7 separate regions of the Mus musculus genome follow, and regions 1, 2, 3, 5, 6 and 7 are each linked to region 4. Evidence: chromatin contacts called from public promoter capture Hi-C data. All regions are on one chromosome and are shown on one strand. Each heading gives the region's core, a stretch centred on a gene start, on an enhancer-like site or on the middle of the called end of the contact. The rest is flanking DNA. Distances are from core to core; before and after follow the strand shown.

The links. Promoter capture Hi-C pulls out the DNA fragments that hold promoters and counts their contacts. Capture Hi-C pulls out chosen DNA fragments and counts their contacts.
Region 1: a promoter capture Hi-C map of pre-B cells shows a contact between it and region 4, with 7 times the contacts expected there. The contact joins the promoter of Fosb here to the promoter of Ap2s1 in region 4. A contact is called at or near these places in 2 of 39 promoter capture datasets (liver and pre-B cells) and 1 of 115 datasets of contacts at active chromatin or transcription factors (stem cell-derived neural progenitor cells).
Region 2: a contact with region 4 is called in a promoter capture Hi-C map of liver, with 6 times the contacts expected there. The contact joins the promoter of Ercc1 here to the promoter of Ap2s1 in region 4. A contact is called at or near these places in 5 of 39 promoter capture datasets (the C10 cell line, cranial neural crest, hippocampal neurons and 2 more) and 1 of 115 datasets of contacts at active chromatin or transcription factors (large pre-B cells).
Region 3: a contact with region 4 is called in a promoter capture Hi-C map of liver, with 2.9 times the contacts expected there. The contact joins the promoter of Fbxo46 here to the promoter of Ap2s1 in region 4. A contact is called at or near these places in 3 of 39 promoter capture datasets (hippocampal neurons and liver), 1 of 484 Hi-C or Micro-C datasets (B cells), 2 of 115 datasets of contacts at active chromatin or transcription factors (kidney and stem cell-derived neural progenitor cells) and 1 of 9 other capture datasets (liver).
Region 5: a contact with region 4 is called in a promoter capture Hi-C map of liver, with 5 times the contacts expected there. The contact joins the promoter of Ppp1r13l here to the promoter of Ap2s1 in region 4. A contact is called at or near these places in 1 of 39 promoter capture datasets (liver) and 2 of 115 datasets of contacts at active chromatin or transcription factors (astrocytes and large pre-B cells).
Region 6: a promoter capture Hi-C map of pre-B cells shows a contact between it and region 4, with 7 times the contacts expected there. The contact joins the promoter of Qpctl here to the promoter of Ap2s1 in region 4. A contact is called at or near these places in 1 of 39 promoter capture datasets (pre-B cells), 1 of 484 Hi-C or Micro-C datasets (B cells), 1 of 115 datasets of contacts at active chromatin or transcription factors (kidney) and 1 of 9 other capture datasets (adipose tissue).
Region 7: a promoter capture Hi-C map of liver shows a contact between it and region 4, with 4 times the contacts expected there. The contact joins the promoter of Rtn2 here to the promoter of Ap2s1 in region 4. A contact is called at or near these places in 2 of 39 promoter capture datasets (liver and pre-B cells).

The regions. Positions count from the first base shown.
Region 1 is chr7:19,307,868-19,311,368 of GRCm38.p6, reverse strand. It overlaps Fosb (FBJ osteosarcoma oncogene B), which reads left to right and starts at 1,324. Exons shown (of 4, transcript NM_008036.2): 1 at 1,324-2,063. The coding sequence starts at 1,938.
Region 2 is chr7:19,343,541-19,347,059 of GRCm38.p6, reverse strand. It overlaps Ercc1 (excision repair cross-complementing rodent repair deficiency, complementation group 1), which reads right to left and starts at 1,989. Exons shown (of 10, transcript NM_007948.2): 1 at 1,864-1,989; 2 at 1,343-1,454. The coding sequence starts at 1,447.
Region 3 is chr7:19,118,435-19,121,696 of GRCm38.p6, reverse strand. It overlaps Fbxo46 (F-box protein 46), which reads right to left and starts at 1,838. Exons shown (of 2, transcript NM_175530.3): 1 at 1,761-1,838. It also overlaps a transcript of Bhmg1 not described here.
Region 4 is chr7:16,736,786-16,740,535 of GRCm38.p6, reverse strand. Ap2s1 (adaptor-related protein complex 2, sigma 1 subunit) reads right to left here and starts at 2,092. Exons shown (of 5, transcript NM_198613.2): 1 at 1,998-2,092. The coding sequence starts at 2,000.
Region 5 is chr7:19,358,928-19,362,708 of GRCm38.p6, reverse strand. It overlaps Ppp1r13l (protein phosphatase 1, regulatory subunit 13 like), which reads right to left and starts at 1,493. Exons shown (of 13, transcript NM_001010836.3): 1 at 1,393-1,493. Cd3eap (CD3E antigen, epsilon polypeptide associated protein) reads left to right here and starts at 3,226. Exons shown (of 3, transcript NM_145822.2): 1 at 3,226-3,321; 2 at 3,478-3,619. The coding sequence starts at 3,300.
Region 6 is chr7:19,147,658-19,151,125 of GRCm38.p6, reverse strand. It overlaps Qpctl (glutaminyl-peptide cyclotransferase-like), which reads left to right and starts at 1,930. Exons shown (of 7, transcript NM_026111.3): 1 at 1,930-2,150; 2 at 2,607-2,750. The coding sequence starts at 1,941. It overlaps Snrpd2 (small nuclear ribonucleoprotein D2), which reads right to left and starts at 1,288. Exons shown (of 3, transcript NM_026943.1): 1 at 1,232-1,288. The coding sequence starts at 1,233.
Region 7 is chr7:19,281,033-19,284,700 of GRCm38.p6, reverse strand. Rtn2 (reticulon 2 (Z-band associated protein)) reads right to left here and starts at 2,077. Exons shown (of 10, transcript NM_013648.6): 1 at 1,836-2,077. The coding sequence starts at 1,869.

The sequences.
Region 1 (3,501 bases), core at 75-2,574, 2.6 Mb before region 4:
CTGGTTGTTTTCTGTCTTTGCATGCATGTGGAGATCAGAGAACAATTTTTAGGAGTCATTTTTCTTCTTCCACCGTGAGTCCCAGGGATGGGACTCAGGTTGTCAGGTATGTGTAGCAAGCTCCTTTACCTGTGAACCATCTTGCTGGGGCTGATACCTGCTGATTGCTAAACACATGCCACCGATTATATTAATGCACTAGTATTTTATTTATTTATTTTTCGAGACAGGGTTTCTCTGTGTAGCCCTGGCTGTCCTGGAACTCACTCTGTAGAACAAGCTGGTTTCGAACTCACAGAGATCTCCCTGCTTCTGCTGGGATTAAAGATGTGTGCTGCTGCCGCAGCTGCCACCACCACCAGACACCACCAATTATTATTGTTCAATTATTATTGTATACACACTTTCTTTTCTGTCTCCTGAGCTAAGTGGGAAGGAGAGGCTTCCAACACCATCAAGCCTGAAGAACTCACCGGGTGTGGGTTCCTACCTGCTCCAATTCTGCAGGTCCCCCAGATTCAGGGACCCGGAAAAGCCACCTATCCTTTGCTTAGCTATGAGTACTGAAGTTTTAGATCAGGGAGGGAGCACATTTTCCAAGCTCACCGAGTCACACAGAATCCGTGACAAAGCTAGTGGGGAGGGGACTGCATCCTTACCCATCCCTACACCTGGAGATATCACAGACTCTCCAATTCCTCCTGAGCCTCAGTTTCCCCACCTAGACTGATTATACCCCTCTCGCCAGAATCTGCACTGGGGACCTTGCTCTTTTTCACCAGCAGGGGCGCTGCACCGGTTTGGGGAGGGTGGGGTCCCAGGGGTATAAGCAGACCTGGGATCTGGAGTTGCACCTTCTCCAACCCGGGTCAGCAGGGGCCTTCTGAGGGAGTTTAGGCGCCTGTCAATCTCAGCCTCCGGGACAGCGTGGAACTGCGCAGGCGCGGGCGGGTTCCGCACAGCGCAACAGCGGGCGCGCGCAGGAGCGAGGGATTCCCTCTGACGTAATTGCTAGGATACCAAACAAACACTGGGCCGCGCTGGCCGAGCTCCTTATATGGCTAATTGCGTCACAGGAACTCCGGGGAGGGCGGGGCGGGATCCCCTCCCGCGAAGCCCCTCAGAACGCAGCCTTGGGGACCCCCGAGACCCCCAGGGTCACACTATGGGCAGGTGGCAGGTGCACGAGGCCCTGGAGGGCGCCACAAGGAGCTCAGTCGGCGGGAAGGGAGAGTTTGGGAGGTTTGTGCATGGAGTTGCGGGTGACGCAAGCGCGGGGGCGGGTCCCGGAGGCATAAATTCAGCCCGGCAGCTCCCGGTTTCATTCATAAGACTGGAGCGGCTACGCCGGGGACACGCGGAGCCGGGGCTTGCTGGACTTGACTACTGGTGACTCTTTCTTTTTCTTCTTCTTGGAGGCCGTGAAAAATTTATATATATATATTTATATATATTTTTAAACTGGAGAGAAAGTTTTGTGGGTTTCCTTTTTGCAAGACTCTTTCTAGATCGTTCTTCCGATTCGTCCGGAGGATAGACTTTCTTTCTGTGGGCTTCTGGATCGCGCCCCTCTGCTCTCCCTCATTTCTTGGGACGCTTCGACAGGATTGGAACTGCATCTGAAGCGCACGCTGCACCGCGGCACTGCCCGGCGGGTTTCTGGGCGGGGAGCGATCCCCGCGTCGCCCCCCGTGAAACCGACAGAGCCTGGACTTTCAGGAGGTACAGCGGCGGTCTGAAGGGGATCTGGGATCTTGCAGAGGGAACTTGCATCGAAACTTGGGCAGTTCTCCGAACCGGAGACTAAGCTTCCCCGAGCAGCGCACTTTGGAGACGTGTCCGGTCTACTCCGGACTCGCATCTCATTCCACTCGGCCATAGCCTTGGCTTCCCGGCGACCTCAGCGTGGTCACAGGGGCCCCCCTGTGCCCAGGGAAATGTTTCAAGCTTTTCCCGGAGACTACGACTCCGGCTCCCGGTGTAGCTCATCACCCTCCGCCGAGTCTCAGTACCTGTCTTCGGTGGACTCCTTCGGCAGTCCACCCACCGCCGCCGCCTCCCAGGTAAGTTTTAGATCGTAAAGATTCTACTTTAGTGGTTGGGGGGGGGGGTGTTTCTTTCAGGCTAAAGTGTAGATTGAGCATCCTCTCAAATAGAGACGCGCCAAAACCCAGGATCTGGGATTGCAATAGTTCGGTTTGCACTTTGGTTTTTTGTTGTTTGCAAACTGCAAAGAATGGAGTGATGTTTGCAAAAGGTTATTTGCGCGGAGCGCGGGAAAGGAATGCAGCTGGGCAAACGTTGGCGATGCCCGGTGCAAAGTATATACCCGGTGGTTAGCAGAAGCTGAGAACTTTTAGCCGAAAGCCGGCTCCCTAAGCCGAAGCTAGGCAAGTAGGGGAAGAAAAAGAAACAAAAAATTCCAGAGAAGCTTCCAGGAGCCTCCTCCTCTTCCCTCTTCCTTCAAAACGCGGACTGCAAGTCCGCAGTCACCCTCCACCCAGCAAGAGTTAGGGCCTCGAACCCCGGTCACGCTGCCTCCGCCTCCTGCGCGGAGACGTAACGGGGGACCCGTGCGTAAAGGCTGACGCGCTGGAATCCTCCGTCTGACGCGGGGCACGCACAGCGCGCAGCGCCCCCTCCGCCCGCCCCGCCCCTGACGTCCCGGGCACGTTCTATTTTGGAACGCCGAGGCCACGTTGCTAAGGGAGGGGGCAGCGTGGCTTTGTGATTGGCTGTCGCGGCGCGAGCTTTAGCCAATCAGCGTTCCCTTCCTATTTGTAGAGCGTAGCTCCCTTCCTTGCTTTTTGTGGTTCTTCCCGTGCTGGGGGTCTCCAAGAGGGAGAGCTAGGGGATTCTTGTCGCGATCGGGGGACTCGTTGTCACCCCATGGGTCTGCGAGGACCTTGTGTGGACCTGGTCCTGTTGTCATAAGCTAGAGGCTTTTGGCTGAGTGTTAGCGCCTCTAAGGGGGAACTGAAGGCCTCATCCCTTCTCCAGGCACACATATACGTGCTCCCTGAGCTCTAGACACTCAGTCCTTCCGAGGTGTTCAAACACTAGATGAGCTAGCCTACGGAGAGGCAGCCAGGTGGTCTCTAAAAGGTCTGCCTTCCCTTAGTTCCCAGGGCTCTGATTGGCCAGGGATTCAGCCCTTCCCTCGCCACGCCCCCTAGAGTAGTTAAGCCTCTAGGATTCCACTTGCGGGAAGGGGGGGGGGGGGCGTGATGGACGCTTCTTGGGTTCGGGGACGCAGATCCTATGTCACCCCATCCCCTGCAAGACAGTCTGAGAGATTCTCGCTGTCACTTTTCTCTGCCTATCAGTTCACTGAAACCTGTCAGTCTCACTGGGGAAGAGACAGACACTCGGAAGGGATGCTCTCAACTCTTAGGCCGGTCCCCCAACACCGTTGGAACTGGGATCTCCGCCCCTGCGGGAGCCCTCATGCAGTGGGGGGTGTGTTTGTGTGTGAGTGGAGGAGAGGAAGGCTTGGGCTAA
Region 2 (3,519 bases), core at 740-3,239, 2.6 Mb before region 4:
CCACCATATGGATGTTAGGGAACTGAACCTGGGTCCTCTGCAAGAGCAACTAATGCATTTAAGTGCTGAGCCATCTCTTTAGATCACCAATTTCTTTTTCTTAGAGGACAAAAACTTCCATTTCTAGCCTTTGGTGGTGGCCGCACACCTTTGATCCTAGCACTTGGGAAGCAGAGAGAGGCAGAGCTCTGTGAGATCCAGAACAGCCAGGGCTACACAGAGAAATCAAAAAAACTTAGATAGATGGATAGATAGACAGACAAACAGCCAGTTTCCAACTCTTAAATGTCAAATCCAGAGCCAAGGAGACGGCTCAGGGGACAGTGGTGCCTGACACCTAAGCTTGAAGCCTGAAAGTTACCAGATGGAGGCAGAGAATTGACCTCCACACAAATGCCCTGGCAAGTACACCCCCAACCCACACTACATAAAGAAATGTAAAAACAAAGCAAAATAATAACAGAAAAAGGTCAGATCCAAATCCATAACTTGAAAACCCAGAATACTGCTTATACAAAACCCATAGCTGAGTTTAGTGTTGTGAAATGCACCTGGAAGTTCCTATCACTTGAGAGATGGAGACAGGAGGATTGCTGCAAGTTTTAGGTCATAGCAAGGCTCAAGAAAGAAAAAAAGAAAGAAAAGAAAAGAAAGAAGGAAGGGGGGGCAGGCAAGATGGCTCAGTGGGTAAAGGTACTTGCCAGCTTCGTGACCTCACTCAGTTCAGTCCTGAGGATCTACACAGTACAAGGATAAAATCAAGTCCCACGGGTTATCTTTTGCCCTTCACAGGAGCTTCACAGCACTCATCCATGTGTGTACAGACAGCACAAAGACATGTTTTAGAGGCCAGAGAGATGCCTTCTCAGTTAAGAGCACTGGCTGCTCTTCAAGAGGATCTGGATTCAATTCCAGGTCTAGGGGAGCCAATGACTTCTGGCCTCTGCAGGTCTACATGCATGTAGTGCACAGACATACAGGCATGCAAAACATCCACACAAAAAACAAAAGGATGTTCCATTGCTATAACCTCAGCACTTGGGAAGTGGAGATGGGAGGAACTGGATTTAAGGCCAACCCTAGCTACACATCAATTTCAAGGCTAGCCCAGGAAACATGTGACCCAATCGAAGACCCAAACTAAACAAACAAAAGCTATCACTGGCCATTGCCCAGCTGCCAGCCTCTCCCTTAACCACCCTGTCATGCCATTTTACCAACGGGCAAACCGAGGATTGCAGAGCATGGCAGGTTATTTTTCCAAAGCAACCCAAGCCTAAACTCACACCGTAGTCCCAGGGATCCTTTTAACTCCCAAGAGCCCCCAAGTCTTCGCTCTTACCCCTGCACAGGGCACCTCTTCTTCCTCCAGTGGGATAACAAACTTCCTCCTGGTGGGTGGTCCTGAGGGCTGTGGCCGACTTTCCTCGTCCTTCCCAGGGTCCATCTGGGGCCTGAAAGGCGTGGCGACATCGTCGTAGGCATTTCCATATTCCAGAGGGAAACTCTGGCTCACAGTGGTATCCCCACCCCATCCCACAAAAGGTTGCCCGGTTCGCTAGCGTTAGGTTCCAGAGGACCAACCAGTGGGCCCGCCCCTTTCCTCCTTCTCACTCCGGATTGGTCTACGGGTCTTATAGCCCCGCCTACCTGCTATTACTCCCGCACGACACTCGCTCAGAGGCAATTGGCCCCGCCCCCAGGGGCACACCTGGATGCTTTCGCCTCGCCCAGTCCCGGCCTAGTCTCAGCCTCCGCAATGATTGGCTTCTTCCGCTGCCAATCATCAATCCCCGGCCTCCATCCACCTCCACCCTGTCCCTCTCGGTCCTAGCTCTGCGTCTAAGCACTGCCAAAACTCACCTGGTCTTTCCCGATGCCTAGAAGGAAATACCACGGGGGGAAACAGAGGCGACACAACGCCAGCACAGCCAGCACAACTCCTGCTAGACTCACTTCCGGCCGCTCTGGCCCTTCGCTCGTCTCGCTGCTCCCCGGAGGAGTTAGAGCGGGGAACTCTATTCGCGCTGCTCTCTATGGTCCTGGAGGACCGCTGTGGTTTGGGGCGGATGGAAGCTTGTGCATCTTGGTACCTGGGAGACTTTGACTTCAAGTAGTTGTGTTCCAAGGCCCTCTTGAGCGCTTCCCAGACTCCAGATCCGGCTCAGTGATGATCAAAGGAGGTGGGGGAGGGAAAGGAGGAAAGGAGAGAGAGACAGAGACAAAGAGAGAGAGAGACAGAGAGAGAGAGAGAGAGAGAGAGAGGAGGGAGGTGAGATTTCAGAGGACGCCCTCCCTGTAAGCGTGGGTGGACTCAGCCCACAGACATTGACTCACTCATTCTAAGCCATTCCCCACTTGCATCCCAAGCAGGGACTGATACCGACAGCTGTGGCTTAAAGTCCAGTGGGACAGTCAGACAGGGACAACCCAGAGCGGGCAGGGTCGGGAAGGGAGAGCCCAGAGGACATTGAGCCCGTGTTAGGGGGCACCTGACCCAGCTGGGGTGTGAGGACGGGCTTCCTGAAGGAAGGGACACCTGTGTTCCGAGACCTGGGCCCCATGAATGACTTAGTATGACTCATTTCCTGGAAGGACAGTTTCACCCCGTTCCAACTTGTAGTTCTGTGATTGCTAAGGAAATAGTTTAATGGTCTTATATATTTTTTGTTCTTGCTCATTTCCTTTGCCTATTCCTTTTAACAAAGATTGGCTCATATCCTTTGCCCATTTTTTCGAAATGAGCAATTCAACGGTTTTTTAAATTAAAAAGGGGGAGGAAAAGGAGATGAGCATCTTTTGATTACCGCCCATTTGTTGGAGTGATGCTTAAGGGCTGATGCTGTTAGTCACTTCATTAGGCTGCAAATCTTTCCTTCGAGTTCATACTTTTAAAAATTCTCCATTTAAAATTTTGCATGCATTTACCAACGTATTCTCCATTTTCTTTTGGTCTTCGTGTATTGAGAGAGGGCACGCCCAAAGGTCATCATATGTAATCCCTCTATATCTTTTTTAATGTTTTCCTAGTTGTGAGGTGTGTGTGTGTGTGTGTGTGTGTGTGTGTGTGTACAAGCACATGCCTACGCTGTGAATTCTAGGCAGAGACACTACTATTGAGCCATGGCCCCAGGCCTTTGGAAGTGTGATACAAAACAGAACTATTAATAGTAGCCAGGCGAAATGGCTCACACATTTAATCCCAACACACGAGGCAGAGACAGGCGGATCTCGGTGAGTTCGAGGACAGCATGACCTACAGAGTGATTTCCAGGTCAGCCAGAGCTACAAAATAAGATCCTGACTCAAAACTAGTTAATTTATCAAATTTAATAGTAAGTAACCGTTGATCCTAGGAAGGAAAGGGGTTGAGCTGCCAAGGAATCAGAGTGCCGTGCATAAGCCTTGCCATTAGAGGGCGCGCCTGAACCGTGTGTTCTGTGAAGGAAGCGCTGACAGAGGCAAGTTCCCACTGAATGCCTTAGTTTCTCTACCTGGAATCATTTGCTGAGGTTAAAA
Region 3 (3,262 bases), core at 589-3,088, 2.4 Mb before region 4:
CCTCACTGGGTCCTCTCCTACCTCCTTTATCTGGTTTTGCCCATTCACTTCAGAAACAAAAACATGACCCAGTGATGTAGTTTAGCTGGTAGATCGCTTGCCTAGCATGCACAACACCCCGAGTTTGATCCCCAGTACAGCATAAACCAGGCATGGTAGTGCACATCTATAATCCCTGAAATCAGGATATGGAGACAGGAGGATCAGAAGTTCAAGGCCACCCTCAGCTACACAGTTTTTAGTTGAGTCCCTGTCTCAAAACAACAACAAATAATATCTGGGCACCAGTAGTGATAAACCTCAGCACTCTGGCTCCTGAGGCGGGAAGTTCAAGAGTTAAGAGGCCAGCCTGAGCTACACAGCAAGTCCCAAGACAACACATGTGTACTATATGCACTTAGTCTAAGCACTTTCCAAACATTATCTCCCTAAACTCTCTAGCCTACCAAGGTTATGGATCTCATTTAATAGCTGGACAGATTTCCAAGCTCAGGTCACAGAAAAGACTTAAATCCTATCTGACAGTTGTTCTGGCCGGGTGTCTCCACCAAAGCAGATTCTGACCCAAATTGCAATTGTACATTTACCATTTAATGTTGGCTGACATGGAGAAGATTGCTTAAACTCTCCGTGCCTCTACTTGCTTCCTGTGAAATGAAGATCTACACTTAAGGCACCGCCTGAATCCAGTGAGTTAATACACACACAGCTGAAACCGAACCTGGGCATTTCTTAGAAAAAGATGCTAGCAATAAAGGGGTAGGGCTGGGGACGGGGGTGTCCCCTGCATAAACTGTGGTGTACATAGGCTATTGTCAGGTTTTGAGAAAATGTCTGGGGGGCTGGACTGAAGAATAGGAAATCTTTTAACAACTTGAATCCAGTCAACATTCCTGGGACGGGAGCTTTCCACCAACAGCTTTGACGCTGGGACTTAACTTTCCTAACAAAAATATCAATTTTTATGGAACCTCCCTTTAGCTATCTTCAGAATGGCCTGCTTGTTCTCACCATACATATAAGGTCACAAGAGGGTTACAGAGAGACCTGTGCAGGTCACAAAAGAGAATAAGGAACCTGAAAGCTGGACTGCCCACACAAACCACTATATCTAGATACGACCGGGGCTAGAAGGGTGCTAAAGGTTGTCTCTATGGACCCCATCTGGTCATATCAACCCAGAGTTCTGTGGCTGTCCAGTTTATTGGTAGTTTTTGGTTAGATTAAGACACGATATTGACAGCCACGCTCCTAACTCACGCACCCTACAACGCCTCCTGGTCCTAGAAGCTAACCTGGACCATCGATGACTTCTACCTCCCATCTCTTCAACTGGCCTTGCCGCCCCACCTCGCAATCCCGCAACCCAACCCAATGCATCCGTGGTTAGCCTCTCCCTTCACTCATTTATCCCGGACTCCTATGCCTTTCCATATAACCAGGCTAACTAACCTCCCTCGAAATTACCCACTCAGGGTCTCTGATCTATTCAGCCAGGACTCCAACTCCGCGCCTCACTCCTCCAGCTCCCAATCCCCTTGATAGCTGATTCCAAAGCTCGACTCTCTCCACCTCCAAGACCCCTCCCTAGCCCCCATTCTTCTACTTCCTCGGGCTCCCGTTCCTCTCAATCCCCACCCACAGTGATCTCCCCACACCCAGCCCTTTCTTTAGCCTCAGTTTGCTTCCTCTCGAACCCAAGTCCTGAACACCCCGCTCATACTCTCAAGCACCCGCAGGACCCAGCTTGGGGCTCTCACCATCTCCCCGCGCTGCAGCTCTCCCGACTACGCGGGTTTCCCCCACTCGCTCCTCTCCAGCCTCCCCTTCCGGGTTCTGGCCCCGAAGCCCACTGGGAATTAGAGTACGGGCGGCCATGGACTACAGCTCCCAAGATGCAATACGGTAACTTGGAGGTGGAGTAGGAAACAAACTAGGCGGGCTGAGAGACAGAAACTCTAATTACCAGGAGGCTAAGGGCACACTAAAATACGCAGGCGCAGAAAATTCTCCCGCGAGGGTATCTGGGAAATAGAGTCCAGCCGCCTCCATTTTGGCCCGAGGCCCTTGAAAAGAGAATCGAGGCTACTTCAAAGGGACGTTAGCGAGGGATGAAGAGTTTAGGAAGAACAACTTTATTGATTTATCATGTTAGTTGACAAATAATTAATAATATATGAGTTTTCCCAAACTTTCTCTCCCATTTCTCACCTTCATCTCACTCCCCACACTTGCCTACCACCACCTCCTAATTGGCAAATAAAGAAAACAAGATATCGAAGTGAGGAAAAGCCCAGGCACTATGTTCACATCACAGGTAGAACAGAGCCTCCAGAAGGGCAGGAATCTTGGCAGCATTTCCAAAATGTACGGTTTGAATCTGCCGTGGTGGCACACACTTTTAATCGCACCATTTTGGACGCCGAGGTTAGTGTACCTCTGTGAGTTTGAGACTAGCCTGGTCAAGGGTATGAGACGCTGTGTCAAAAAATAAAGATGAAGCTGGAAAGACTACTCAGAGGTTAGGAAGACATCGCTCTTGCAGAGAATTTGCATTTGCCCCTGAAGATGCCCCTAGAAGCCCCTGTCTAAAACTCCAGCTCTAGGGGCATCTGATGCCTCTGGCATCTGGGGACACCTGCGTGCAGTATTCCTCCCCCCCACCCCCCCAACATGTATACCTAGTTAAAACTAAAATGCTTTTTAAAAATAAATTGTGTAGTTTGTAACCTGAGTTACAAGGTAGTGCATTCCTTGCGTTCCAGACAGACCTGAGACAAAACGGTTACAAGTAGTAGGCAAGCCTGGGCTATATAGCAAGACTGGATCCACACTCAGACACTAAAGGTTACTTTGTTTGCAGCTACAGGAACTGGCATTTCCATGGGGTCTACAAAGCCTCGTTTCAGGGAAAGGTGGCGAAGTTAGCCGCCTGAACAAGGTACTTGACACACAGTGGTCTTTAAGCAGATGCGCCCTAAAGCGAAAGGGTCGGATGGGGACACAGGAGGGCCAGCAGGGGGAGTACAGACACCTCGCGCTTGCGGACACCTGGCAAATCCTGCTGGGGTCTGAGGTAAATAGGTCAGGGGGCGGGGCAAAACAGAGGGCGTGGCCTGAGGAAAGGGCGGGTAATGGAGCAAGAGCTGATTGGCTGATGCTGCGAGCGCGGGAGCGGGAGCACGTGTCGGAGCTGTGGCCCGTGCCCTGCCCCGGGTGCGCGTGCGCACTCGCCGCACTGCCCTTTTCCAACGCTCCTCTG
Region 4 (3,750 bases), core at 843-3,342:
GAAGGCTAAGATGGGGGGGGGGGGGTGTTAGAGGTTCAAAGGCAGCCTGGGATATCTACAAGATCCTGTCTCAAGGAGAACAAAACAAACAAAACAAAACAAAACTGCTGGTGAGCTGGTTCAGTGGGTACAGGTTGACAAGCCCAAAGACCTGAGTTTGATCCCTGAGATCCACATGGTGGAAGGAGAGGAATGACTGGGCAAGTCACTTCTGACCTCTACATACGTAACGTAAAATGAGAATAAAAAAACAGGAAAGACAGAGATGTAGTTCAGTGGCAGGAGATGTACTAGACTTACAACCATGTACAAGGCCCTGGGTTTCATCCTCAATACAAACAAACAAACAAACAAAAAGGGAGAGAGAGAGAAGAAAGAAGAGAGAGAGCCAACTCGAGAGCGCACAGAACGGGAGGAAGAGAAAGGAGGGAAGGAGAGAGAAAGAAACCACAAGGCTGAAAATTTAGCTGAAGGTAAAATACCCAAGCAGCATGCCCAAGACCCCAGGTTCAATCCTCTACCGGGGTTCAATCCTAGGTACTGAGGGGGGAAACGGAAAGGGGAAAATCAGGGCTCAAGGGTTCCCTGCTGGGAAGCCTAGTTTGAAGCCCTGTCTGTCCAGTCATATATGCTCTTGCCCATTTTACAGATGACAAAGCTAAGACCCATAGTTATCACAACCAGAAAGCAGAGCTAGTTCCTCCAAGTCTTTACCCTGAGCCCTGGATTCTTTACTGGCTTCCATGGTCTTTCCCGAGCCTCATTCTTCCCTCAACCTATCTGCCTTATTCAACCTAAGCAGAAAACCACAAACAGGATGTTACATGCCCCTTCCAAGAACTACTTCTGCTGAGCCAGGGAAACCCAGGAAGGGAAGGGGGTGGGCACAGGAGCAGAAGGGAAGAACAGCTGGAAGCAAGGCTGAGTTAAGCCCTCTGTGTCCTACCCCACTTCAACCAATACTTCTTTCTGTTTCCCTCAATGAGAATCGTTTCACTCCTGGGAACACATCTGAGCAGCCCCTAGTCCCTACATCCATCCCTCTGCTGTACCCTCAGGGAGCCTCCCGACCACCTCCCCACATTGTTCGTTGTAACCTCCATCCCCCTGACCCCAGCACCTTTGGCCCCGACTCCGGGAAGCTTCACCTGTCCTTCATTACAAGCACCCCTTCTCCCTGTCCAAGGCTGGCCTCCCTTTTTACAAAGGTCGCATCGAACCTCCAAGACCTCTACTCACCTCCTGTTCTGACATCCCCCTCCCAAGTCTTCTTCTCCAAGTCCCTATCCAAAGAACTCTTAGTTCCAAAAGGCCCGTCTTGGAGGTGGAGGTTCCCCTAAATCCAGTGCTCAGCCCTTCTCCCAAAGCTCCCCCTCCTCAAATGTGACGCCTCCAAGTCTACTCTGCACCCCGGACCTCTCCTCTGTGGAACATTCTGTTCAGTTGCTCCCCATTTTCTTCTAGAATCCACTTTCTACTGCTACAGCCCTCTCTCCTCTTGCAGCAGCCTAACTCTAATCCTACAGGGGCTAACTTCCGGCCTCCAGGGTCCTCTTCTTCCCCTGGAGAGCATCTACCCTGGCCATATCCAATTTGCCCCAACACTAGCTCTCCTTAAAACCAGCTCCTTCCTTCTCATAAGGAACCCTCTCTACCCTGTCTGTAGAGTCTCTGGTTCTTTTCCATCATCCCTTCCTCATCTCCAATATCTTCTCCCGCCTCTGTGGTTTCAAAATCACCCCCAAATGTCTCCCACCAAGGCAGTCCCTCCCCTGGACACTCCTTCCCCTCCAAATCCTTTGCTTGGAACCACAAGCACACCCCGCAGCGCAGCATCCAGCCCCTGATCCCCATTCCTGACCCCAATCCCGAGAACCCGCGCCCGGCCCGGATCATCCGCAGCAGGAGGAAGCTTGTCACCTCCAAACCGAAACCCCGGGGACCGTACGTGAACCACCCCCCTCTGCCTGTCCCCGGTACGACGCTCCCCCCGTTACCATGGCGACCCCTGTCTGGACCCCAGAGGCCCGGGTCCCGCTGTAACAGGGCGGCTCCGGCTCTGCTTGCAGTTGTGGGGCCCAGGGCTAGAACTGACTTCCGGCAGGAGAACCCGCCTTCCTTCTCGGGCACGGCCCTCTGGGAGTTGTAGTTTAAACGCACGCGTTGGCAAGGGTGGCCCCGGTCTAACGCCTTCCCAGCATGCTCTGCGACTGCCCTTTTTCCTATCAAGAGACCTAGTCGCCAAATGCGAGTACCAAATGCATTGTGGATGAAGGACTCTGAATAAGGACAATTTCCATAGGTTAAAAGTAGACTGAGTGAGCGTTGCATTTCGGGAAATGTGGTTCTAGTGCTCCTCGATCCCAAAGCTACCAGCAAGGACATGCTGGGAATAGTAGTTTTTTCTTTTCAACTTTGCTTTAAATTATAACATATAATGTGCTTTGATAATATTTCCCCATTATTATTAGCTTACTTCTTTCTCCTCCACCAAAACCCTTTCTTCCCCAAAGTGTTCCTTTTTTCATGTATGTTTTTCTTGCGGAGCGTGTGACCCACGGCATTGATCTGGGGTTGCGGATGTGAGCGTTACTTACTTGGGCATGGGCATCTTTTAACAGAATACACTACTGGGAATATGACCCTCGCACCCTCGGCGACTGGTTTTTAATTTTTTGCTTATTTTATGTATTTGAGTTCTCACCTGCATGTAGGTAAGTCTATAGTATGCCTGCAGTGTCCACAGAGGTGGAAGACAGCATAAGAACCTAGGAACTGGAGTTTGGGAGCCGAATCTGCTAGAGTAGCAAAAGCTCTTAAACACTGAGTCTTCTCTCCAGCATCTCAATCCGTGCCCACCTGTGGTGAAATGCTGATGGGCCTGGTCTCCTACAGGCCTTGAGCAGTAACTCCCAGCTGCTGTAAGGTTTGGCATCATCTCTGTCACGTTCAGAAGGCATGTTTCACTCTTCCCTCCAGTGATTTTTTTTTTCCTTTAAACTCGGGTTTTAAAAAAATATTTATTATATGTAAGTACACTGTAGCTGTACTCAGATACTCCAGAAGAGAGCATCAGATTTCGTTACCAATGGTTGTGAGTCACCATGTGGTTGCTGGGATTTGAACTCAGGACCTTTGGAAGAGCAGTTGGTGCTCTTAACCGCTGAGCCATCTCACCAGCCCCTAAGCTCAGGGTTTTATGTATCCCGGACTGGCCTAGGACTAGCCTTGTAGGGGAGGATCAGTTGGAGTCCTGATCCTGCAGCTTCTGCCACCAAAGGGGCTACAGTATAGGCATATGCCACCACACCAGTCTTAGGAAAAGTAGGTTATTTTATTTTATTTTACTTTTGAGACATGGTTTCTTATGTAGTCCTGGCTGTCTTGGAACTCACTCTGTAAACCAGGCTGGACTTGAACTCAGAGATCTGCTTACCTGGACTTAAGGTATGCACCACTGATGCCCAGCAGAAATAGTGTTAAACAAGTCATTACGCTGTGGACCTAAAAATGTAACTAACTGCCTTTCTATGCTTACGCAGTGCTCTATTTAGTTGAGCTTAGGGATGTAGGTTTTCTCATAAATATAACTACATATGTACATAAAATAAAATAAAGATAGGAATTGGGCTAGACACAGTGTCTGTAAATCCATGGAAGTGTACTGGTATGGATTAAGGCTATCCTGTACTATATAGGGACTCTCTGGCTAGCCTCGACTACAGAGTCAGACTTTGTCTCAAAATTCTA
Region 5 (3,781 bases), core at 244-2,743, 2.6 Mb before region 4:
AGGGAGGCATCCTCTCGGGGGTCAACGAACTCCACTGAAGGTGGAACTCGCTGTTTCTACCTTTGGGTGATTGCCAAATGCCTGTGTGGACAGAGAGACCCATCCTGACCTGAGCCTGGCAGGACACACACAGCCTGTGCTGGCAGCTGTGGCTATTGTTCCTTAGCTTCATTTCAGGCTGTCACTCCAGCCCAGGCATTCGCAAACACCCTCCCTCTTCAGACCCTTCTCCCCCACCAGCTTCGTAATCCCCCTACATAAGGGCTCAGAGGTGGAGAGACAGTGGGAGGTGCGTGCCTGCCCCTGCCCTCTCCCTGGCTCAAGGACAGACAGACACCTCCAGAATTAGCCTCCCTCCCTCCCTTATCTCCCATAATACCTCAGGTCAGACAGATGGAAGTGGAGGCAACATGCCTCACCTCTGGGTCACAAGGAGCCCCACCCCAGGAGGAAGAAGGTTAATTAGAAAAGCTGGTGGCAGTGAAGGAATTCCTTCCACACACAGACAGCTGTCACAAGAGCGAAGGAGACGTCCAATTCAACTGCCTGTATGGCCCGCCAGCCTGTTTACCACTTCCATTCTCTGTAACGCATAACGCAGCAGTACACGGCCACAGAAGCCTACCAGATCCAGCCCTGCAGTCCTGTTATTCTGCCCTGGGCTCTAGAATGACTTTACCAAACACCACCTATTTCCCATCCCGTGGGGGCAATAAGAGGTCTGACTCCCGCTTCCGCTAGGGGGCGCTCCTGGGCGAATGTGACTCCTCTGGTTAGGCAGGTCTGACGCCCCAGCTAATGACATGTTGGGGTTCGCTCAGCGGCACAGAAGAGGTTGGAGAGCTGCCCCGGCTTCTCACTCCCTGCCCCCATCCCAAAACCAGAAGGTGGGGTGTAGCGCACACAGCCTCCTGAGAAACCCACGCCCCTCGTGCTTGTCCCACTCTTTTCGAAGACCAGGATCCACTAGTCCAGTGCCACTAATTTTACTCAAACACCTAGTGGTTCGGTGCTGAAGGCAGCTGGAGGGTGACCGGGCGCCGGACCATTCTAGAACGTCCTGATCTCCCACATCTGCCCCAAATACAGAGACCCGGGACCTCAACAGCACCCTAAGACACTTCCAAGGGTCCCCAATTAAAGTATTCAAAAAATTCCAGCTCCAATAACTCCCCAGGACCAAGGGCTCCGAGCACCACTAAGAGCAGATGTCCAAACCCCCTATCCATCTGCCCAGTAAAGTCGGCACCCCAGTTCCTTCTTTCCAGGGATCCAGGCGTGAGCTCCCCACACTATTCCCCTGGACTTAAGGTCCGAGTTTCCAATAAGTCTTCCCAGGAACGCGGTATCCGGTTCTGGGGTGGCTGGACCCTGGGTGGGGGTGGAACTCACGCGTCGGGGCAGATCCTGGCACCGGGGGGCTTTTCCTCGGGCTCCGGCTCCGGCTCCAGCGGCGGGGAGCGGAGGACGGGGCGGGGCAGTCGCCTGGGAACAGGTTAGACGACGTGACTCTGACTGGAGGGAGGCGTGTCCCTCGGAGGAGGGGGAACTGCGGTTGCCTGGAGCACCTTGGGATTTGTAGTCCCGAATGGGCGAGGCGCCGCCAGGGACACTTCCATTTGGAGTCAGACGCGATCCATTTGACAGTCAGCCAGAGCTAGGTCCAGAAGATCATGGACGTCCTGGACGGCGAAATGCACAAGAATTTAGACCCTCACCTCACTATGGGTACAAGGGAAGAACCCCTGAGCCCTTTCCCACTCCTCCAGGCTCAGTGTCCCCTTGCCTGAGTGAAGATTTGGACACTTAAGGAGGAGATGGGAGGCGCGGAGAAATTCACACGACCAATACTATGGCGAGAAAAGGACCCACCTTAATCAGGACTCCAAGCCCCGGGTTATCTGTCTAAATAAAACAAAAAATAAAAATAAGGGGCCTCTAATCCTAGTACTTAAGAAGCAGAGACAGGCGCACCTCTGAAAGTTCAAGGCCATCCTGATCTACACAGCGAATTCCGAGCCAGCCTGGACTACATAAAGAGACCCTGTCTCAAAAAAACAAAACAAAACATCACAGCATTGGCGATTTACTGGCGTGCCTAGCAACAAGCTGAACTACAATCCCCAGCAGACTCCTGACCGACGTCCATCGCCAGCCACCTTCGAGTTATCTGGGAATTGGAGTTTTGAAGCCCACAAAGGGCGAGCCCCAGAGTTTCTCGCCCACGCGCGAGGGTGGACACATAGTCTGGAGATTCCTGGCGGAGGGAACACTCCTTCGTAGCCTTGGTGACCTCTGTTCTCAAAAGCCTCAGAAGAAGGGGGGAGCATCCCAATGCTGGAGGAGTCTCCAAAATCTCCGCAGAAGGGGCGGGCAGCGACGCTGACACACCGGCCAGGAATGCAGTCGAGTCTCCCTGTCTCGCCACCGTCCCGCGGCTCCACCCGCCACCCCATGCGCTGCAGTCCTGCTGGGAGGGGGCGTGGGCACGTCCCCCAAATCCCACGTGCACGCGCCGCTGTTTACTTGGGCCGCGGAGCAGACAGGGACCGACCAGCTGCACCTCTACCTGCCTCGGAACCGTGAGGAATACTTCCCATTCCGGACACTAAGTCCACGAGGACATCTACAAGTCTTCCCTGACACTAACCCTCACCCCGTTTCAAGCCAGGCTCTGGGGCTCTGGGGTCCGAGGCTCCTCCCATGACTCTGCAGACTCCTCCCCCTCAGTTTCCCGCTTCCCCTAGACTTCAGAAGCTCCGCCTCTGATTGCTATTAAAATGCTCCGTTCGTACACTTTTCTCTATTTTCCGACCTGGTTCAGTTAAATCTTCCACGTTCGCTGCACCAGGGACTTCCGAAGATACACTCTAGCTTTAAAAGTACAATCGTGACAACCAGAATTCTTACCTAGCTTTTGCAAGAATGCTGCAAATAGATCTTCTGTCTCTTTAAAAGCCGTGGCCTAGGCGAGTCACTGCCCCTTTAAGACGGTGTTGGAAGAAACCACGTGAGCAAAGTTGTCGGGGGAACAGGCACCCTAGATCCGAGCTAGCTTGCGTTTCTGACGAACAGGGAACTGATTTCCCCCTGCAGGGCATCGTCGAGAAATTATTTAATCCTATGCTGTGTGAAATTTAAGAGTGGAGGTTATCCGGGTTCTGCAAATAGTGACAGCGCCGAGCCACGGCCCAGCTCTCCTACAGGACTTGGATGCTTCCGGGTGCGGCTCCACCCCTTGGATCCACGTGGTGGGCAGCGTTCCGCGCAGGTCCTGCGTGGGCCCCTCCGGAGCTGGAATGGCGGGTACCCAGGCCTGCAGTGAGTGGAGCTTGAACTGGTGGAGACGAAGGGCATCCGGGAGGGTCTGGGTGCAGAAGGGGTTGGGGAGGGCTGCCGGGCGGGTGAGGGACCAACGGGTACTTTGAGAGGTTGGCCATGTCAAAAGGACCCCCCCCCCCGACTGTCTCCTCTCAGGTGCCACTCGGTTCTCCTGCCCTCCCCACTTCACGGAGATGTCGCCAGACTCGGAACCCTCCCGTTTCTCCTTGGAGGCGCTTACAGGTCCAGATACAGAACTGTGGCTTATCCAAGCCCCTGCAGACTTCGCCCCACAATGGTGAGTGTCGCTTCCAGGCCACCTACGGGGAGGATTCCCCCCCACCCCCCCACCCCAGAGGCTGAACTCACTGTAGAACGTGAACCAGAACTTTAGAAGGCTTTTTTTGAAAATTCGAGACAGAGTTTCTCTGTGTAGCTCCGGCTGTCCTAGAGCCTGTTA
Region 6 (3,468 bases), core at 681-3,180, 2.4 Mb before region 4:
GTGCAGTCTTTTCTGGAGGCAGGAGAGACATTTCCATGGTAGCCTGCCCCGGCTCATCTACCTAACCTCTTCCACCCACCGCTGACCTTGAATTCTCAATTCTCCTGACTCCACTGCCTAAGGTCTGAGATGACAGAGGCTCACCATCATGCCTGGCAGTTGATTCTTCTTTCAAACCTTACTCTATCCTTATATCTTGTCATCTGCCACCATGGTACATCCAAACCTTGGCCCTTTCTATCCGCAACCTAAACTTCAATCATCTCTCTCCATGAACCTCCGCCCCACCCCACAACATCTCACTGTAGAAGCCTGGCTGCCCCAGAACTCAGACTTGTCTCTGCCTCCTGAGTATTGGGAGTACAGGCACGTGCCACTATGTCTAGTTTGTGTGTGGTTAAGGACCAAACCCAGTACCCACAGTAGGTAAGTACTCTGTCCACTGAGCTAAATCTGCATCCCAAGAACTGGGCTTTCAATGCATCCTACTGTGCTACCTACTGGCATTATATCTTTCCTGCTCAATTCTCCATCCAAACCTGATTATCTAAGGTGTATGTACCTATTTATTACTCTATGGCTTTCCTACTCCACTCTTTTTACAAGCACCAGGGAGATTCCCCCACCCCCTTGGAGGCAAGGACCTTTTATTTACCATGTGTCTTAACTTACAAGCAGTCTACATAGTATATGCTCAATGAATAAACACGCACCAAACCACTGTAGTACCCTGCTACTCTGACAGTCTCTAGTTAGGTTCTCTAATTTATCCTGGTTACGTCCCATACTTTTCACTATTTCTAACAGTTCTTCCTTCCCCGCCAAGCTCTTTATTCATAAGACCACTTCCATTTAAAATTACTATTACTTTTGGAAGCGGTCTCGCTATGAAGCTGGCCAAGGCCAACTAGCGAACCTCCTGCATCAGCCTCTCGAGGCCTGGGATTCCAGGCATGTGCCATCAGACTCAGCTTTCCCTTTATGGTTCCTTTCCACAAGACTCAGGACCTCGGAGAGTCTCATGCCCGTTATGGAATAAAGCTGTCCCCTCTCCGGAACTCAAGATCCGAGCGAGGCCCCAAGCCCGATCTCAAATACCCCAGAAGGAAAAACATTACTTTTGCCCGAGGAACTCTACCCTCAGCTATAAAAACACCCCATTTCGACCGTTATTCAGCTAAACTGTCCACCTCCATCTCCACGGCCCCGCCAAAGCCCAGCCCGGCCTCACATGGTGTAGGTTTCGCTCGCAGATCACTCCCGCCTCCAAGCGCGTTGCTCCAGCCTTTGGCGTACAGGGCGAGAAGGGCGGGACTTCCGTCTCCTGCGGCTCACTTCCGTCGGCGCCTGCGCAACCAAATACCAGCGGCTGTGGGCGTGGCCTGTTACCATAGCGACCCTTCAGGCTGCACTCTCCTGTAGAAAATGCCTATAAGGAGGATTTGAAGCTTCTGAGGATCACAATAGGGTGTCTGCTCATGAGGAAAATAATACGGGGTCTGACTAGAATTATTTTCCCGTCAAACCGTCCAGTTGGAAGATGGAAAACACAACCCCATTTCCAAATACCCTCGGACACTTTTCTTGAGGGCATGGCTTCAGGTAAACCAATCGGCTCCTTGTTTTAGGGATGGATGCCGCCCCTTTTTTCCTTGAACGACAGTTTCTTGATCGACTTCCGTGAGGGGCGTGACCCCGCGCCTTGGAAGGTTTCGCACATTCGGACGCAGCCCATTGACTGGTCCTCTTCCGTGGAGGCGGGCCTTAAGGTTTCCGCCCTCCTTTTTGGGTGGGGCGGCGCTTAGGACAGCCAATCGCAATCGTCTCAGGGAAGGACGCAGTTACTCTGCTTCTTTATTGGGTTTTGTAACCTCAGCGAGGCGGATCTTGGCCTAAAACTCAAACCACCATACCGGGATTGGTTTCAGAGCAAAGCTACCATGAGTCCCGGGAGCCGCGGGCGGCCCCGGCAGCGGCTCGAGGATCGTGGCCTCATGAAACCACCCTCACTTTCCAAGCGCCGTCTTCTGCCGCGAGTGCAGTTCCTGCCCCTGCTGCTGCTGGCGCTGGCTATGGGCTTGGCTTTCTATATCGTCTGGAACAGCTGGCACCCTGGGGTTGAGGAGATGTCACGGAGCCGGGATCTGCGGGTGAGCCCTGGCTGGTGCCCAGCCAGCGTCATTTCCCTCTTTCCCTTCGTATTGAGTCTCAGGTTACCGTGGTCTTATCATTTGGCTTTTGCCGCCTGTGCCATTTATCCATGACTTGAGCGCGTGCCCCTACCCAACAAAATAAGGCTTCAGGCTTGTTTTGTGATAGACCCCACTGAAGATGACGAGTCCTCATAGCAACACTGGTAGAACTGAGTTCTATGCCCAAGCCATCTATTTAGAAATTTCCATCACCCGATTGCAATTTCCTCGTTAGGACTGCGGTAGGCTGGACCAGATTTGCTTTGAAGATTTCTCCCAGTCTAGGAAATCTTTGATGCTGGAGATTTGCATTACCAGGAAGAGCCAGGACTCCTAGTAGGCAACGGCGCCCAGGATAAGGTGGGAATGGGGTTGTTTTCATTTTTCTTTTTCCCATCCCATTTCCCAACCAAGGTCCCGCTGATCGGAAGCCTTTCAGAAGCCAAGCTGCGGCTGGTGGTAGGGCAGCTGGATCCGCAGCGTCTCTGGGGAACTTTCCTGCGTCCCTTATTGATTGTGCGACCCCCGGGTAGTTCTGGCAATCTCCAAGTGAGAAAGGTAAAGGGTTTTATTGTCAACCCCCAACTTCCTTTCCCCAGTTTGTCAGGAAATGGAACTCAGGCTCCGAAGATCCCAAAACAGCCAGGAGGCAGAAGTGATCTGATGGGGGTCGGGGGACAGAGATGGGGAGTAGGCGGGTAGGGGAGTGGTGGTGGTGGTGGCTGCAGCGGCAGGTGAACCTGACTAGATTCTCTTGGTGGTACACAAATCCCGCACTATACGACCCCCACTAAATATTATCCTATATTAGGCAGAAGCAGTGTACTCTCTGGTGAGGTCTGAACTAATATAATCTCCACTATACAGATGAGGAAACTGAAGTTTTTACATTTTGTCCAAGTCCCACAGCTAATTAGAATTAAAATCCAAGAAGGTTGGCTTCAGAATTAGTGGTGTGGTGCCATTCAGATACTGTGTTTAGGATCCACTTTAGTTGGACTAACTTCTTAACCTCTTTGGGACTCAGCTTCCTCATCTTCAAAATGGGGACAGTCACTGATATCGTTGATTTCATAGGGATCCTAAAACAGGCTTGGCAGATAGTGAGAACGTTTTAAGAGGAACTTAGAGCATGTCCCCACATGCTTAGAATCATGCAATGTGAGGATGGGGGTGTGGCTCAATGGTAGAAAGTTTGCCGAGTATTCACCAGTGGGGGCTGTGGCTGTGGCTGTAAAAGCATCATTCAGGAAACCCGGGACCGACCCTCAGCACC
Region 7 (3,668 bases), core at 828-3,327, 2.5 Mb before region 4:
ACAGAAGAGGAAGAGGAGGGTCGGAGGAATAGAGAAGCAGAGGAGACTTAGAAGTTCTGAACCAGGACTAAGGAAGTGGTTCTCACAATACACAAAGCCGCAGGTTTGACCCCGAGCATGAAATAAACAGGGTGTGTTGGTGCACGCTTGTAGACCCAATGTGGGAGATCGGCGGAGATAGGAGGATCAGGATCTCAAGGTTAACTTCAGATTGCTACATATACAGTACACACAATCCTAATCCCAGCCAACCTGGACTACAGGAAGCTTTATCTCAACGTCTTTCAAGTAGGTGCCTTGGGAAGTTTCAGTCCAGCCAGCCAGCCAGCCAGCCAGCCATCCATCCAACCATTCATTCACTGAGCACAGGTTATGTGGCAGGCACTGTTCTAGGTCCCAGAGGGGTTACATTATGAGCAAATTAGACAAAACTCCTGACCTCATAAAGTTATACTTTGTGGAAGAGTCCATAAAACATCAAGTCAAGCTGGGCGTGGTGGCGCGCGCCTTTAATCCCAGCACTCGGGAGGCAGAGGCAGGCGGATTTCTGAGTTCGAGGCCAGCCTGGTCTACAAAGTGAGCTCCAAGACAGCCAGGGATATACAGAGAAACCCTGTCTCGAAAAAACCAAAAACAAAAACAAAAACAAAAAACCAAAAACAAAAAAACATCAAGTCAAACAAGGTAAGGGGGATGGAGTTCCTCTTGACACAGAATAGTCCCCAAAGCTTTTCTGATGGCATCAGACCTCAGATGCCTCGGGTTCTGCCTTCCAGACAGAGGGGAAGGTCAGTACAAAGTTTTTGAGGTAGGCACTGTGATTGGGACAGGAACAGAGGGGTGTGAAGGTGTGAATGGAGGAAGGGGGCAGATTATAGATAAGGACAAGAGAGGTGGGGCTGGCTGGGGACAGGCCTGCAGGGTCTCCCCCTGGTGATTTCAGCTGAAGACGAGATCTTTGGGCGCTAGGAGGAGGGGAATGAAACTAAAAATGTCCGAGTGGCACATTCTCAGAACTTGGGCATCTGGATACCCAAGACGTGCAAGTGGCTAGATCTGCTAGCGTCGGCATCCCCAGCTGTCAGAACTACCCTGTGTGGGACGCACGGGTAAACACCGACTGCCAGAGCCGATGTCTCAGAGTGGAGCAGGATGACACAAGGGGCTTGGAACCAGGAAGCCAGCCCCTGGAGCTAGCTTAGGGGCTCTTCACACAAGAGAGCCTCGACAGCCTTCGAAAATGGAAACCCTACCCCGCACCTCCGTCTCATTTCCTCACCTGGGCAACCAGAGGCCTGAAGAGGAGTGTGATCTTCTGCAGGGTTACTACTGAGTGGAAAAGCCCGCTAAAGACTCAGACTTGGAACGAAGCCAGGGATGACTGTTTTCTTAGGACAGGGGTCGGACACCCAGGGTGATATTGGGAGTGCCTTCTGGGCAGATCATGAGGGTGAGATGCAAAATGTGTGCCGAGGGGAGTCGGATCCTTCTATTTCATCCTGACTCAACCCGTCAGCTGAGGCCAGCACCAGGGCCGGGGACAGCTCCCCACGAGCTTGCTCCTTCTCACACTGGGCGGGGCGACCCAATCCAGCGCCCAGCGCGCACCCCCAACACGCGATCTCGATGACCCCCCCTCCACCCCATTGCACCGGGTCCTCCGGGTCAGGATGCCCCAGTTGCCTCCAAAGCGCGGGGGGGAGGGGAAGGATTCCTTTGTCTCCTTCCCGGCTTCCCGGCTCTCCCTCGAGCCCGCTCGCGGAAGATGGAGACCCTAGGAGGACCCCACGCGGTTTTCTGTGCCCCACACCAGGCCGGAGCCTCTCCATACTCACTGCAGTGGGCGAAGACCGGCAGGACCTGCCCCATGGCCCCCCTCGGGCCTGCATCGGGACCCCCGCCCACTCCGGCCGCGCCGCCCTGGGCCTGGGGCCACGGGCGCTCATCTCCGCCGCGTCGACGACGCCGCCGCCATCCTCCCGGGCTGCTTTAGCAGCCGCCGCCGCCACCGCCGCCACCGCCGCCGCCCTCTGCTCCACTCCGCGGGGGAGGGCGGGGCCGCAGAGGAGCAAGCACTGCAGCGCGGGGGCCTGGGGCGGGGCCTAGAATTGAAGGCGGGGCTTGAGGACCTGGAGGGAGGGACCTCCGTTTTAATGGGAGGCGTCTGGGTTTCGGAGAGCGGGGCCTTTAGGAATGGGGCGGGGCTTGAGCGGTGTGCAGCGCGGGAGAGAGTGCCCAGAATATGCATACTCCGATGTAAGGGTGTTGGGGCAGTTTTAGAGATGGCACTGAGAGAGGGTGGGATATGATGTTCTGGGGTAGAGTCTGAGGCTAGACTTGGAGATGGCGTGGAAAAAGGGGGTGGGGAAAAGAACTAAAACTTAAAACTTATTTTCTGCCAGGCTATGGTGGTGTACACCTTTACCGGCGCTTGGGAGGCAGAGGCAGACAGATCTCTGTGAGTTCAAGGCCAGCCTGGTTTACAGAGCGAGTTCCAGGACAGCCAGAAACCCTGTCTCAAAACAAATAAACAAAACTCGTTTTTTTCTTTTTTAAAAAAAGGTTTGTTTATTTATTTTATGTATGTGAGTACACTGTAGCTGTCTTCAGACACACCAGAAGAGGGCATCAGATCCCAGTACAGATGGTTGTGAGCCACCATGTGGTTGCTGGGAATTGAACTCTAGACCTCTGGAAGAGCAGACAGTGCTCTTAACCACTGAGCTGTCTATCCACCCCTCCCCAACTTATTTTCTTTAAAGATTTGTTTGTTTGTTTATTATGTACAGTGTTCTGCCTGTATATATGCCTGTATGCCAGAAGAGGGCGCCAGATCCTCTCATTGTATATGGTTGTGAGCCACCATGTGATTTCTGGGAATTGAACTCAGGGCCATCTCTCCAGCCCTAACATTTAGTTTTACAATTATTTGTGTGTGTGTGTGTGTGTGTGTGTGTGTGTGTGTGTGTGTGTGTGTATCCTGTGGAGCATATAAGCAGGTCACTCTGCTCCAGTCACACGTTCATACCCAGCAAGCTTACTCTTCAGAGTAGGAGCTTTGGGAAGTTTCCGTTCATTCATCCTTTCAATAGTCGTCTATAGAGCATGTGTGGTAAGACAGGTACGTAGGCCCCAGCGGGATACCGATAAACAAGTGAGACAAAACTCCTATTCTATCCTGCCTCTGCCATATCATCAACACCTCTTATGGGCAGTTGTGGCCAGCACCAGGTCCCAGAATTCCCTCTTTCTACCATGTGGGTTTGGGGGATGGAATTCAGGTCACCAGGCAAAGGGCTTTTACTCCATTGAGCCTCCTTGCCCAACCCAAAGCACTCAAAACTTTTAAGGCTCAGAGAGGAGCTTAGACATGGGTGGGGTTGAGGCAACAGCATAGAATGATGTAATAGATGGGATCTGAGCTACAGATGTGGTCTGGAAAGGCAGCGTGTGAGGTTGGTAAAATGACCGTGAGCAGGAGATAGGACAGCTTTGATTTTTAAGCTATTGTTATTATAGTTAAGTTGGTTTTTGTTGTTGTTGCTTTGTTTTGTATTTAAGACAGGGCTTTATGCAGCCTAAAATGGCTTTCAACTCCTGATCCTCTTTCTCCCACCCCAAGTGCTGGGATTACAGGCCTGTAATACCATGTCTGGCTTGGAGGCCAT